Regions from separate parts of the Mus musculus genome. Here regions 2 and 3 are each linked to region 1. The links are chromatin contacts, called in public Hi-C and HiChIP or PLAC-seq maps. All regions are on one chromosome and are shown on one strand. Each heading gives the region's core, a stretch centred on a gene start, on an enhancer-like site or on the middle of the called end of the contact. The rest is flanking DNA. Distances are from core to core; before and after follow the strand shown.

The links. Hi-C and Micro-C count contacts between places; a contact is called where the count stands out from the background. HiChIP or PLAC-seq counts read pairs in DNA pulled down with a chosen protein or histone mark.
Region 2: a contact with region 1 is called in an H3K4me3 HiChIP or PLAC-seq map of bone marrow-derived macrophages, with 11 times the contacts expected there. The contact joins two enhancer-like sites. A contact is called at or near these places in 3 of 15 datasets of contacts at CTCF or cohesin (large pre-B cells, pro-B cells and stem cell-derived epiblast-like cells), 13 of 484 Hi-C or Micro-C datasets (the Ba/F3 cell line, CD4 T cells, Th2 cells and 8 more), 10 of 115 datasets of contacts at active chromatin or transcription factors (Th17 cells, acute myeloid leukemia, bone marrow-derived dendritic cells and 7 more) and 1 of 9 other capture datasets (embryonic stem cells).
Region 3: a Hi-C map of bone marrow-derived macrophages shows a contact between it and region 1, with 16 read pairs. The contact joins two enhancer-like sites. A contact is called at or near these places in 9 of 484 Hi-C or Micro-C datasets (the AML12 cell line, CD8 T cells, the HPC-7 cell line and 4 more), 1 of 115 datasets of contacts at active chromatin or transcription factors (embryonic stem cells) and 1 of 9 other capture datasets (embryonic stem cells).

What each region holds. Positions count from the first base shown.
Region 1 is chr17:50,793,775-50,798,481 of GRCm38.p6, reverse strand. The region is part of intron 17 of Tbc1d5 (TBC1 domain family, member 5); the gene reads left to right. Among named protein-coding and RNA genes, the nearest start is that of Gm41598, 5.3 kb to the right of the region's middle. Within about 2 kb of position 2,816, at least 8 of the 459 cell types and tissues checked have an H3K27ac peak or open chromatin away from gene starts, as enhancers often do. A contact at or near this core is called in bone marrow-derived macrophages, where this site is marked.
Region 2 is chr17:50,328,445-50,333,151 of GRCm38.p6, reverse strand. No RefSeq gene overlaps it. Among named protein-coding and RNA genes, the nearest start is that of Dazl, 37 kb to the right of the region's middle. Within about 2 kb of position 2,776, at least 82 of the 459 cell types and tissues checked have an H3K27ac peak or open chromatin away from gene starts, as enhancers often do. A contact at or near this core is called in bone marrow-derived macrophages, where this site is marked.
Region 3 is chr17:50,367,145-50,371,851 of GRCm38.p6, reverse strand. No RefSeq gene overlaps it. Among named protein-coding and RNA genes, the nearest start is that of Gm30958, 14 kb to the left of the region's middle. Within about 2 kb of position 2,426, at least 37 of the 459 cell types and tissues checked have an H3K27ac peak or open chromatin away from gene starts, as enhancers often do. A contact at or near this core is called in bone marrow-derived macrophages, where this site is marked.

The sequences.
Region 1 (4,707 bases), core at 1,567-4,066:
GAAATGAATGTTATTTTATATATCTCTTAATTGTACTGTTTTATTGTTCTAAACAAATATGATTTCAATATTGCTTTGATAACAAGCTTTAGTCTGTTGTAATTCTAACTGATGGCAGGCAAATGAGTCAGAGAATCTCTTAATGCTTTAGTTTAAATTTTCTGAGAAACCAAGCCAAATGACTATAGAATATAAAGTTGTATCTCTGAGGAAATGTCAAGTATTAATATCACAGTAAGTGAGAAAGGAAGCGCATGAAGATGGAACAATCGCTGAAGACTGATTCCCCAGCTATAAGGAGGCAGCGGAGCACTTCAGCACCACAGTGGAGCCTGAGCATCACAGAGCATTCTGAAACTGATCCCTATCCTAAAAGAAATTGCCCTTGTTTGTTGTTTTATAGCTCTTTTAGTTTGTTTCTGGTTCATTCTTCTCATGTGAACTCCCACCAACACCCCCCCCCAAAATAACAACAAAAACTTATATTAACAACAAGAATTCCTGCTAGTGTTCCTACTTACATAAAAGATCAAATAAAGTAAAGGCCAAAAGAGCCATTTATGGAGCTGGAGCTTCTTACTTGATGATCTTCCTCCCTTACTGTAAAACCTAAACCATGCCTGGAGCTCTGATGGTTTTCACACCTAAACAAGCTCTCTGAGCTGATGCCTAGGAACCTGCGGACTCAGGAAACCTGTGCTGCTTACGGTGACAGATGTATCCTTCATTTGATGTTGAATAAAGAGAGTGCCTCCAACTCTGGCCTTGGTGCTGGATTCTTGCAGACCCTGTGTCCTCACTGACAGCTCCAGCCACCGCAGCCTGCCTGCAGGCTCCTGTTCTAGAGAGCCCTCCACCGAGTGACAGCCTTCTCAGGGGACTCCGAGGGAAAGTTCAAAGGTTGTTTGCAAAGACGGAAATGTGTTTCCTAGGTTATAGTGATTTGTATTTCTAAGGGGAGGTTCTGTCACCCAGATGCAGGCATGTGTAACTTAACGTTCATGGTGGACTTTATGTGTCCGCTGAGGAAAAGAAAATCAGCAGAGCTGCTGTTCCCTCATCTTCTTAGTAATCGTTACCTTAAATATTAAAATGAGAAATCTATATAGCAAAACGGGTAACTGGTATAGACTTGAAAATGTTCAGAAATTGAGCCTACCATTTATCAATTTAGGAAATGTTATTATGGAAACTTAGGTTGTGACCATTTTCTTTCTACCCAAAGCCTTTCTGTGGGATGTGGTCCCTTTCACAATTTTATTTTGGTTATAGGAGAACATTTCTCTGTCCTGTTAGTTGATAGGAATGCAGTAATGACACAGTGTGGCCGCGCTACAAATCAGAGTACATTAAGTGGCCAGAACACTGAGGGATGCTATCTCGTTTAAAATCGATTTTTACCAAAATGTGTGTGTGTGAGATCCTGTATATTATTATATATGTTAATCATATTATTTATAGTATATTAATTAGTACTTTATATATATATTAGTAAAATGAATACATAGTTGTCATATGCATGTATTATATAAAAGCTGAAGAAGAAGCAAGCCTACAAAGTCATAGGCTGTACACAGGAATCCTGGAGACTTTTAAAAGACTTGCTTTCTTCTATTTAGTAACCACGAAATAGCCTTCGACACTGCCGTCTCTAGGGGTTAGTCTGACGGCTGTGACTGGTAATTGTTGAACACTGCTGCCCCAGAAACAGAAGAGCTGGAGGGACGGCAGTGTCTGGGTGGCTCTCCTCTCCTCTCCTACTCTTCCTTCTGGGTCACTAAGACCTGCTCTCCCAGCTCGGTTTTCTTTTCTATATGCCCATCTGGTTCTTTCTTTCTTTCTTTCTTTCTTTTTTTTTTTTTTTGGAACACTGCTTTATTATAAGCATTTACTATGGTTTCAATTTAATAATTGCCTATAATAAAGGGATGTAGTTCACAGATGCATTTGAAAATACATGTGGTAAGTTTGAAATATTTTCACTAGGTAACATGAAATTAGAGCTTGCTTAGGTCTTTCCTATGAATTTCCTTTAAAGTTTAGTTTAAAAATATTTTTTTTTACATTGGAAGAAATCAGTTTTGAAAAAATATGCCTGTTAATAAGTGTTATATAACTTCCATATGAATAAGTCTTTTTTAGAAGATATATTTTAAAACATACTAATATTTGTAATGCCATAAAAATCTCCTCAGAGAAGTCCTTTATACTTTTATACTGAGGTTTCCAATCCACAGTATAGTAGAAACTTATAGTAGGAACTTGTGAACTTTTCCTTAGTAAAAACAGACACAAACTCTCCACTGGAAACATCGTTTTAAAGACATTGCTTACTTTAAAGACACGTCAGATGTTTATCTAAGTTTCCACTGTATTTTCTGTTCTATAAATTTTAATAATTCGATAAAATATTATAATATTGAGTATGAAAGGCAAAAGGTTGTCTATTTTCCTTTATCATATCTAATTATTTTTTCTTATGAAATCTAGGCGACGTAGTTACAGGAAGCGATGCTCAGGTTTCTGTTCCTGTCCAGGCTCTAACTGACCTCCAAGGTACAGTTGCCACCTCCCTGTCTACCATCTGTCTAATCACCCGTCTGTCATCTATTTATCCATCCTCTGTCTCTCTCTGTCTCTGTCTCTCTGTCTCTCTCTCTCTCCTCCCTCCCTCCCTCCCTCTCTCCTTCCCTCCCTCCCTCTTCTCTCATTTGTTGGCATGTACTGCCCCACCCCATTCTGGCCACTTACAGTGTCACAACTCTCTCCCAAACCCAGTTACTGGCCCTACTCTCCATTCAGCACACTGGTCCACTACCATAGTTTGGCCACTAAGTGGCACTGTTGTGTAAAACAAAAGTTCACTCTTAGGGCCTACTTTGGTGGCATCAGGCCTTGTGGATTTTCTGTTCACAGTGAAAACTCTTTTTCTTTGCCAAATATGATTCAACCTATGTTTGAGGTCATTTGCAACGTTATGTTCTGTAGGATGGCTGACACAAGGAAGGACTTTTGTTACTGGATGAATTGTTTGTAACAATATTTGACGAATTTGTTGTAAGATCTGTTTCTGTGTTTTAACTACCCATATTCCACCTAAAAAATTACCACTTGTCTTTTTCACAACCTGATTTTGAAATATTTTAAGTATTGCCTTCATATTAAAATTTTTGCCATACGATTTAACCAGTGTACAATGTAACCACCATAAATAGTGAGTCATAACAGTTTACAGTCAAAAACTAGCATTTTAATATTACCCATTAGTTTAGCTTAAGAAGTAAAAGCTTATCCATTTTCAGTACTTCCCATGGGATTTTAAGACATAAATATTTAAGATTACAATCATTAATCTTTTTCTTTGCACCTTTTAGTTGAAATACATTATAATGAGAATATTTATGTTACATGGAAGTTTAGAATTCAAGATTCTTTCATTCAAATTCAAGCTAAAATGAGAATAATAAAATAGTAATTAAACCTCATATCATGTTTGGCTTAATTTAAAATATTCATATGCATATAATAAACTAATCCTATTTATATTAAAATACTCTCCATCATTTTTCTTTTATCAAGATTTTATATTCAACAGTAATTATGGAACAAGCCAGTGTGCCTGCTGCAGGGCACACTGTTTTGTTGGCGCCAGGGTTCCCCAGTGTCCCTGCCTTCTTGGATGTTACTCTTGCTGTAGGGCTCTAAGACAACTCAGTCAGAACTGGCCCTTTGTCTGAATGTGTTTAGAATTCCCTTTGCCCCCACACTCTGACAGAGAGTTTGTCAGTCCGATAGAGAAGGTTCCAGCCACCGTGAGATGAACCTGGGGCAGAGGGAACAGGAGATGCTCTGCATCCCCTGAACTAGATAAGCCACTGTTTCCCTCAGCTCACTCACTGTAGCACCTGTTCATCTCATTGGGGTTTTTTGAGGAAAGAAAACCACAAAAATATTATCTGTAGGACATTACAGGAGCATAATACTATTTCTTCATTCTCTGACCTTCCTTCCAAGACATTTGCCAGCAGAGACTCCTAAGAGATGCTTGACAAATAACTTCCATTGTCCTAGAGTCCAAGGGACACAGCCATTTGCTTTGTGTGTTGAAAGGAAAAGGGAATGAAAAAAGGATAGACTATATCCAGACATGGTTGTGTCTGATCCCAATAATGCCTTTATGTGAAGTTAGAACCTCTGCATATATAGCCTATTCTAGGAGATCCACTCAATAAGCAGAACATAGCCTGGATTTCAGGGCACCATAGCAATCTGCTTCATATCTAATATAGTACACTGGTCCATACAGCTCTAGGACACTGCATAGCTTATACCTACATCCTGAGAATACCTAGCCCTCAGTTGAGTGAGGGCTGCGAATTTACCCTAGCAGGCCATGCCAGTGCTAACATTCCTTCTGAAAACTCTTCAGCTCAAGGCAACACTGTTCTGGAAGAAAAGGTTTTCAGAAGATCTCTGCAGGGAACTTCGTACAAAGACTGCTTTCTAAGTGTTGGTGTTTCCACAGTAACAAAAATATTATCAAGCTAGTTTACATAGTTAAGGAGGAAAATAAAACATTATATAGAGAGGTTTAATGCCACATCCAGGATTCAGAAATGTAATTATTTATTTTGGTATAGTTTTTAAGCTTGAACAAATCTGTTTGACTTATGCTAACACACACTAACACACATACCCCACAGGTCC
Region 2 (4,707 bases), core at 1,527-4,026, 470 kb after region 1:
TAAATATATCTCTAAAATCTTTGCTTTTTAAAATGCATTTAATGAAGTCATATTATTTTCGTAAAATAAAACATGTAACATTTTTCACAAGGGCATAAAAGTTTGAAATTGTTGATATTTTATGACTCGTCTCTCTAGACCACACTATTTTAATTGAGAAATGATTCTTTCTATAGAGGCTGAGGTACCTGAGAAACTCAGCAATTTTGCTGGCCACATAATATTCCTGTCTAGCCTTTAAAATTTTTAATTATGTATTTTAAAATCTCCATTTTATATTTTTAATTTCAATGTTTATTTAAATTCTTTGAGAATTTTATATATGAGTACATTGTATTTACATCATTTCCCCCACTCCCTCTCCCCCTCCAACTCCTTTCAAGTCCCCAGTAACACCCTTCTCAAACTCATGTCCTTTTCTCTAAGCGTCTATGTACACAGGGGTGCGCCTGTGTCTACACACTCACACACACAACCTGCACATACAACCCGCTGACTCCAGTTTGTGCTTTCCATACATACTGGGCTGCCCACTTAGCATGCTAAACCCAGCCCCTTCTTCATTGCATGACTTAAGCTAGACTACTAAGCTTTCTGGTGATTTTTTTTCACCAAACTGCACAATTTCCCCACTTCTTTCTGCCTCATTTGTTGCAACTTTTCATTATAGGGCTGTATGAGAGTAACTGGTTATAAGCATTCCACAGACTCAACATCACACTGCCTGAGATCTCCTCTGCCAATAAAATCAGCCTATCACATTTTCATTTACCCTCAGCCGCGTTCTTGGGACATGGGCAGAAGGTAGCCAGAGTCTTTACCAGCCTACTTGTTGGTAGAATCCTTGTATCCCTCTGAACCCTCTAGAGCTGGACTCTCTCTCTGACCTCATTACTGTCTTCCAGGCTCCTACCAGAACACCCACAAAGCTCTGCTTATAACATTCAACATTTTTTTTTTTTTACTCCAAAGTTCCAGAATCTTCTACATCCCTCCAAAACACAGAAATCATGTTCCCTGCCGCGCTGGTATCAGTTTCTAGGTTACTTTTCTGTCGCTGTGATAAGATGGTACGGACAAAAGCAAGGCAAGGAAAAACGAGCTGATCTGGCTTGAGGCTCCAGAGTCCGTAATGTCGGGTAAGGCATGGCGTGCTAACAGAAGCAGGAAGCTGGCTGGTGACACTGTCATCCACACACAGGAAACAGACCGCAAGCACATCCTGGCCCTGGGTGGAAATATGCTCCTGTGCACGGCCCTGCCATTGTGTGGATAAGGCTCCCTTTTGCCGTTAACTCCTACCGTCTTTTCAGGCCATAAAAATTATCAGTCCCATCTAGTCTTTAATGACTGCCTTGCAAACAAGGAGCAGCTTTCCCAAGATCCTAAAGTGTGTGAGTATGGGTGGGGCTGGGGGGTGGACAGGCGCAGCCCAGATGGCTCTGCTGGGCATCTGTGCAATACTACCACCAGGGTACACTGAGCCTGAAGAGATGGGGCAGGATTGGGCTCCAATTAAAGTAGCTGGTTGAAGGTCAGGGCAGAAAATGTGATCTTCAGCCTGACAACAAAGAGATGCCATAAAAGGATCATCGAGGCACCTGGCTCACCCATTATCAAGTTACAGCCCCCACTCATGAGAGTTCAGCGGCTCCCATTGGCTGTGTGGTAAACTCTGTAAGTCTTCAGCTCCCATCCCAACATCCTCTCCCCAACTTGTTTGGTTTTTTTGGTTTTGGTTTTGGTTTTTTTTGGTTTTTTTTTTTTTTTTGCTCTTGCAAGCTCCTGTTTCCTTTCATGTTATCTGAGCTCAAGCTAAAGAATCTATCTATTCACTAGTCAATCTGCAGAGTGACTGATAGGAGACTTAAAAGAGCCAGCCTCTGCCTGGGTGGGGGAAGTGGGGGAAGTGCTCTGCTCTGTGGATGCCCTTGGGCCCTCATGAGTCAGACTGAGGGTAGAATCTACCATTTCTCAAAGTTCTTTGGCTTCTCCCTTGCTATGTTTTCCTATGAGCTATTCTTAAAAGTTATATTCCTTCAGTAAGTCACTTTCACAAAAAACAACAACAAAACAAAAATATTTTTTTTCTTTTTCAGGCTCTGTGTCTAGAGACCCTGATCAACATCATCTGAGACCCTTCCAACTCCTGCATCAAGATGTGTTTGGATAGTTACTGACTACCAGCAATGTACCATAAACACGTGTGTTCTTTCTATGCATAGTATGATTTCATCTCTGTAACAGTCCTGAGCTGTGGGAGCTACTAGTGCTCCCATTTTGCTGAGAGGGCACTTGAGGCTTAGAGTTAAAGATCACTGTCAAGGCTTGAACTGAGCCCTTTATTCTTTCTACCTCACCCAACTGATTCACCAGACTTATCTCTACGATCATTTGCAAATGTCTGTGGAACAATGGAATGAGGCCCAGTTCTGCCTCACTAATGCTCTTTACAGGGATCAGAGTTGGCTGTTGCTTTGTCCTAATTCAAAAAAGTCAATGAGAGTCAGAGCTGTGGTTCTTCAGACCTTTCAGTACCTTCATCAAAAAAAAAAAAAAAAAAAAAACAAATAATTACAACCTCCATACAGCATACATATACCTGAATGAGAAAGCAGCTACATTTGGTCACACAAGGTCATAATCATCTTTTATAAGTGACACAATAAATGAGTAAGCAAATGTCAAAAAAGGAAGTAGAGCAAAGAGAGACAGACTTCAGTTCTCACAGCTAATATTGCCAAGCCGTGGTTCCATATGATGAATAATTGTGATGATTACTATAGCAGTGACAGTGGCTACCACTGATTTTGAGTCCTTACTGTGTTCCCAGCACTGTGCTAAGCAAGGACTTAGAAAGTTCCCTTTCTCCCTCTCTGTCTCTCTCTGTCTGTCTCTCTGTCTCTCTCTCTCACTCTTCCTTGCTCTCTGAGACAGGATCTCATTACATAGCCCTGGCTGGCTGGCCTGGAACTCGTGACGGAGACTCCCTCTGCCCCTGCTCCTGTCTCTGTCCCTGCCCCTGCCTCTGTCCCTGTCCCTGCCCCTGCCTCGAGTGTTAGTAGTAAATGTATACTTCACCACATGCCGCCAAGTGCCGTGGCGTTTTTTACAGTGACCCTATGAGGTGGGACTGGTTGTGTTTACATTCTACAGATGATGCAGCCGAAAGCTTCAGACAGCACAAGAAACTTTCATGAGACCACCTGGCACAGTGAAGTTGTGTGGCAAGTTGTGTGGAAGGGAAGCAGTAGGCTTTGAAAGCCCAGGGAGGGGGAGGTAGCAGTTACTACCGGCCAGAATGGTCAGGATGGGGGAGGGGGATTTAGAAAACAATCACAATGACAGAAAAATCTAAGCCATGCCTTGAGGGATGAGTGAAGAATCCTGTAGTAAAGCAAGAGAAGATGGACTGAAATTTTTATTTCAATCACAGAGAACTTCCTGGATAGCATGGTAGGTATAAGGAGACATTCAGCATTTTCAGGGATGCTACAGGCTTCAAAAGGTGGGGGCAGCCAGGAAACAGACTGAGGAAGCCCTCCTCCAGCAGTCTCCCCTTCTATTCTATCCTGGGCCTGGCGACTGGGATGCTGACACAGACCCGAGAGGGGTCATCCCTGCCTTAGTTATTTCTTTCTAGAAACATCTCCAGAGCTCCCCTAGGAGTATTCTTTACAGATCTTCTAGACATCTCTCAATCTGATTGAGTTGACAGTCAGGATTAACCATGGCAAATAAGATCTGGTAGCCTCAGTGCCCGACTATTCCTGGAGCCGTTCCGTGATACAGTCTTGGCACCCAGAGAACCAATGCCTATCAGTAGCAGAACAACCCCTCAGGTGTTCTGTTAAGTCAACAGCATCACCTCACCTCACCTCACCTCACCCGGACTCACATTACTTAGTCCACTTTGGCTTGCTCATCCGAAATTTATTCCAGAGTACAGACATTTACTGATAAAATGCCGTAGAGGGAAACTAAACAGTGTGGTCCTTGGTCCTCCCTGATCATAACTTGGAGAGACAAAAACCACATAGGCCCTTTCTTAGGGGAAAACTCAGCCTGGGTAGGAATGCATGCCCAGAGGAGCAAGGGAAAAAAATGTTCAAGGATAGAGTGCCTCTGTACAAATAAAAATTAAAAAACGACAACCTAGCTCAGATTCTGGAATCAAAATCATATTGTTTACGTAGAAAGCTGTAAAGCCTTTTGCAGTCTTGAGCTTACATGAAAGTCCCAATATTTACATTGGAAATTCTCATAGAAACAGCCCAAGCGAGACTGCGGAGCTGACTAAATGGTTCATGGGCAGTTAAGAGTACTTGCTCTTGCAGAGGACCTGAATTAGTTCATTCCCATTTGTAACTCCAGCCCCAGGGGTTCTGACACCACACTCTCTTCTGGCCTAAACATACATAGCTGCCGACAAACAGTCATACGTATAAAATAAATCTTTAAGAACAAAATAAAAGTATTCTACACACTCAGTTTATGTGTTATCTGAAGCAAGCCACTATTAGTATTGCTAAATAAACCATTTTGTCTCGAACACTCATGACAAATTACACTCATGTAGTGACCTAATCTCAAGTGCTTTCTTCCCCTGTGTAAGGACCACAGTAAACGAACTCTGCTAATTAGCTCTGGCGCTTGGCTGAGTTTTCTTGCCTTGCAAATGTGTGAGGTAGAACACAGGCCAGTACT
Region 3 (4,707 bases), core at 1,177-3,676, 430 kb after region 1:
TGAGAAACAGCAACACTAGGACTGTGAGCCATGTGCTGTGAATGCTGTTGTCTGGCAGCACCTGAGACCCTCATCTTCATTTCAAAAGTAAACTACATTAAAGTCAGTTGATAAGCAGGTAGATATTGGAACTAATGTGACATCATACCAGAACAGCAAAAATGCAGTGTCAAGGCTGATGTCATTGTTCTTCTCTGACATTGTGGCAACTGATATCTCAGTCCATCCAGTGACTCACTCAGGCCAGCTTCCCATGACCATAGATGCTCTCATACCCACCACATCACTGTCTTTAAGAGACTACCTACCTCCAAAACAGGACTGGAGTCTGTGTCATTTGTCTATCTTCAGGTCACTGGCCCCTGTAACAGCATCCTACTTCACCAGGCTGGTCCCAAACTCAGAGATCTGCCTGCCTTTGCCTCAAAAGTGCTAAGATTAAGGGCATGAGCCACCATGACCAGCTGCCCACCTGTAGTTTTCAATAAAACCTGGATATGCAGTTAAATGTGAATTTGCAAACTTGACTGGGAACCCTGTTTGTTAGTTAGTTTTGTAATTCCTGCATCATTGTGTCTTGTCTGCCTCCAGTCTCCACAGGTTGTATAGTAAGCATCAACACTGGGCTTCTTGCTCTTGTGGGGGGAATCATTTTGCTAAACATCAAAATCTGCAAAGAACAGAGTTGCTTGGGAATCAAGTGTCTCATGTACCTGGAGTCTAGGTCAGTTGTCTCTTGTAATCTTTCTCTGTGCCCAGGCTTGCCTGGACATCAAGGGCAGATGCCCCTAGTCTTCATCCCACAGGCTCTAAGCAGAGGTTCTGCTCTGGTAGAACAGAACACTTGGAACTCTTGTTTCACCCTTAGTAGAGAGGAGCCATCCCTTATCCCCCCTGGATTTGGAAGAGAGCCCTTCCTGAACAAGTTGCTGGTCTACAACTGTCTACTGACCCATGGTCCAAGCTTCAAAGCTCCAAGAACCATCCCTATGGTACATTCTTGTCAGTCATGAAAGCTATATGGTTCTTCCCATCTTTTTAATTCCTGTGCCAATCTCTCAGCTATTTTTAAACTGAGGGAGCTGCTGGAGGTACAAGATAAGGGGAATGTTAATTATTAATCTTCTAAACCTGAGTAGCATTCACTACATTTGACATTTATGTATTTTATTTGTGTTTGCTTAGCTGTCTGATTAATGTGCAGGGGTCATGGCCAATCTATTCACTGTTTCATTCCCTGTGTTTACCACATTGCTTGGCATAGATTTCAATGCCAGAATGATTGAATGAATGACTGAAAGAAATAAATGGACAGATAATGAATAATACATTGTATTTTTATATTGATGCCGCTCATATTCTCAATATATAAATTTAAATCTTCTACTAAAACAATATAAGACCTGAACATAGATAAATATTGTTTCTTGCCTGTCACAGTGTCACAAACACATGAGTTGGAACCCTCTGGGCTAGTGACTGCATTCTAGTGCAGCAACTGCCCTGAGAAGTACATTGAAGCTGGGCCCAAGCTCATGTGAACAATGCCCAGTGGTCAACAACTAATGTTTCCCAGTCATACAGTGAGGACTGTAGGACTGCTTAAACAGATGTGTCCCTCTTGGCTTAGAGACATCTAGGGCTCACTTAGGGCTACAATGTCTACATGGGAAGAGAACTGCCCTACTGGATGTCTGGTAACCATCCATACTCCTGCTGCAGGGAAGCTAAGCCTCCAAGTACAGTGGCTCGTAGATCCCTTCCCCTCTCACTGGCTCCAGTAGTTACAGGATTTGAGAGACATGATGTCACAGCCCATAAAGTTTGTTACAGTGGAAGGAAACAGGGCACACAATGGCACCAACTGAGCCAAATTCAAAACAAGATCTTTCGGGAGAGAGAGTACCGTTTAGCTATCATTCACAGATTCTTGGAGCTGATCCTCCAGCTGCATCCTTGGAGAGACCCAACCCTGATGTGGTGGGGTTCTCCCACTTCCTGGGTTCTGCTTGCATCAACTCAAAGCAAGAATCTTGCTTTGGTTTTGAGCTTCCCATATGTTTCTGGTATATGGTTTGGTGTGGGAGGAAGAACACATTATGTGTAGCTCCAGTCGCCATGGTCACCTTGTCCTCAGTTCCCTTTCTGAGTCCTCTCAGACTCACAGTGCTTCCCTTGTCCTGTCTCTACACAGCCTTAGCTGAGCTGGTGTCAGTCCCCCTTCTTTGTCTCCCTGCACACACTTCAGGGCCTGGCCTTTGACTTCCTAACCCAGGTTGTCACGGGCCCCAGACAAGGGTTCCTCCCAGCCCAGTGGCTAGTGGTTTTCCACCTTGGGAAATTTTGCAAACTCTAGTGTCAGGCAGCATCCAGATGGGTCACATGAGGACATATGAAAACTCACCAGCTGGTTCCAGATAGGCGAAGAGAACAGTCCCAGCTGCAGCCCCACGTGACATGTTTTAAGTCACTGCACAGGGACCGGAACTACACCACTCTGTCCATAGCAAACTCCAGTGCCGATCTCCAGGATATCATGAAGGGATCTGAATGGGCTGGGCTAGGGATTGGAAAGGCATCCAGCTAGAAAGGTGGACCTCTGAGGCTGTGCTGCAAGGCCCTTGGGTCTAGACAGCAATCACCCCTCAGAAAGGAGGTTTACACTGCAAGTTAACAGGAAGCTCTGAGGACAGCAAGGATGTGGGACAGATAGCCTCAATCCACTTAACTTGACCCTGGGTTTCCCAAACTTGCCTAAGGACACCTCTTAATCCCCCCAGGGAATCTTTTTGTAAAATTTAGTCCTATCTTCCTATTTGACCAAGTGCTAGAGGTTAATCAGCTTAAGTTTCCAATATTTATACAATATTTATACAATACTACCCTGTGTGAGTATCGGCATTAGTAATAGTTGGATTCTGGAGTTTCTTAAAGTGTCAAGTATCTTTACAGCGCTAATGCCTTTCTTCCTATAAGACATAATTAAGACTCAAACTTCCTAAAGTGACAATACCAGGCACCACTGTGGATTGAATACTAACCAGACAGTTAAATAAAGTACTTTAAATATTAAAAAAATTCAATTTAAGAAATGATGACTGACTGCCCCCTGGAGTCATGTCCTCTCGCATGTTTCTCAGGAGCTTCCAGGAATAACAAAGGCAGAACTTGGTGCCTGAGAAGCACCTGCCAGGGCCCAGCCCTTGGTCTTTACTATCATCCAGTGGCTGGCTCGTCTTTACAAAAGTCTTTGTGTGTTGATGCTGTTGTCAGTCCCGTTTCACCTGTAAGCTGAGCCACAGAGAGGTAATATTGCCCAAGGTCTTAACTAGCCAGAGATGGGGAAGGCTCTCAGGGAACTAACTTCTTACTGCCTCTCTGTACTATGGACTACATAGCATAGGGTCTGGTCAAGTAGTGAGCCCCCCTCCGTGTGTTTAATGAGCTGAGGCTGGCGTGGGGTTCCTTGAGCCTTCTGCTTTGGTGAGCACGAGGGCTGTTATTGGTTGTCAACTTGACTACATCCAGGGTGAAGCATAATCCAGAAATGGAGGGTACACCTATGAGAGATTTTTTGCTTGGTTCAAAGTGGGTGAATCCACTTCTAGTCTGGACCTTTGAGGTAGGAAGACTTACGTCTTTAATCTGGATCTTGAGGTGGGAAGACATTTAACCTATGCCATACCTTCTGCTGGAAGTCGATATTAGGACATTGTAGGAGGAGGTGTCTGCTCTTTGCCTGCTTGCCCTCACCTTGCTAGCACATCCATTCCTTCCCTGGCATTGGAACCTACTTCTTCAGGATTCCAGGGTACACTGAAGAGCAGATATGAGAAGACAGCCAGCCTTGTGGACCGAGCAACAACTGCATTCTTGGACATGCCATGCACAGTCAGCCATTGTTGGATTAGCTGGACTGTAGCCTGTAAGTAATTCTGATAAATCATATATATGTAATATATCCACATATATTACATATATCTACATGTATTACATATATAATATACAGATGTACATAATATATACATATATGTATAAGTATATATAATGCATATGTATAATAATATGCATATAAAGTATGTATAATATATGCATAGATAGTTGCATATGTATATAATAACACATATACATATGATATATGTATGTATGTATATATATGCGTGTGTATACATATATAAATGCATATATGTGGTAGAGAGATAGATAATAGAGAATCATTCCATGATTCTGTTACTTTAGAGAACCCTAATTAATACAGTGAGCCTGTGTCCTACTGCTTGCACACTGTAGCCCCCCAGCACAAGCCAGTTTGCCTGCCCAGACAGGGATCTGTTGCCATGTAGTATCGAAATGACAGTGTGGGTTTCTAAAGAAGTTCGAGCCTCTAGCATGCTGGCCCCAACAGCCCAGAAGAAAAATTACAAAGCAGCTTTAGTCACCCTCGCTGTTTTTCTGAACTGCCATTGAATTCCCATTTAAGATGTCCGTGGCGGTCTAGGGTATAGCTCAGTTGATAGGATGTTTGCCTAAACTGCCCTAAAACCTAGGAACTCTAAAATCAGCTGTGGCTGAAATCCCAGGGGAAGAGGCAGAGGGATCAGAAACTCAAGGTTACCCATGAGATCTGCCAGGGTTATATGTGACCCTGTTGTTTCAAAACAAATCCCTAAAAGTCAGGTTACTGGGTGGTAAATATATAAATCTAGC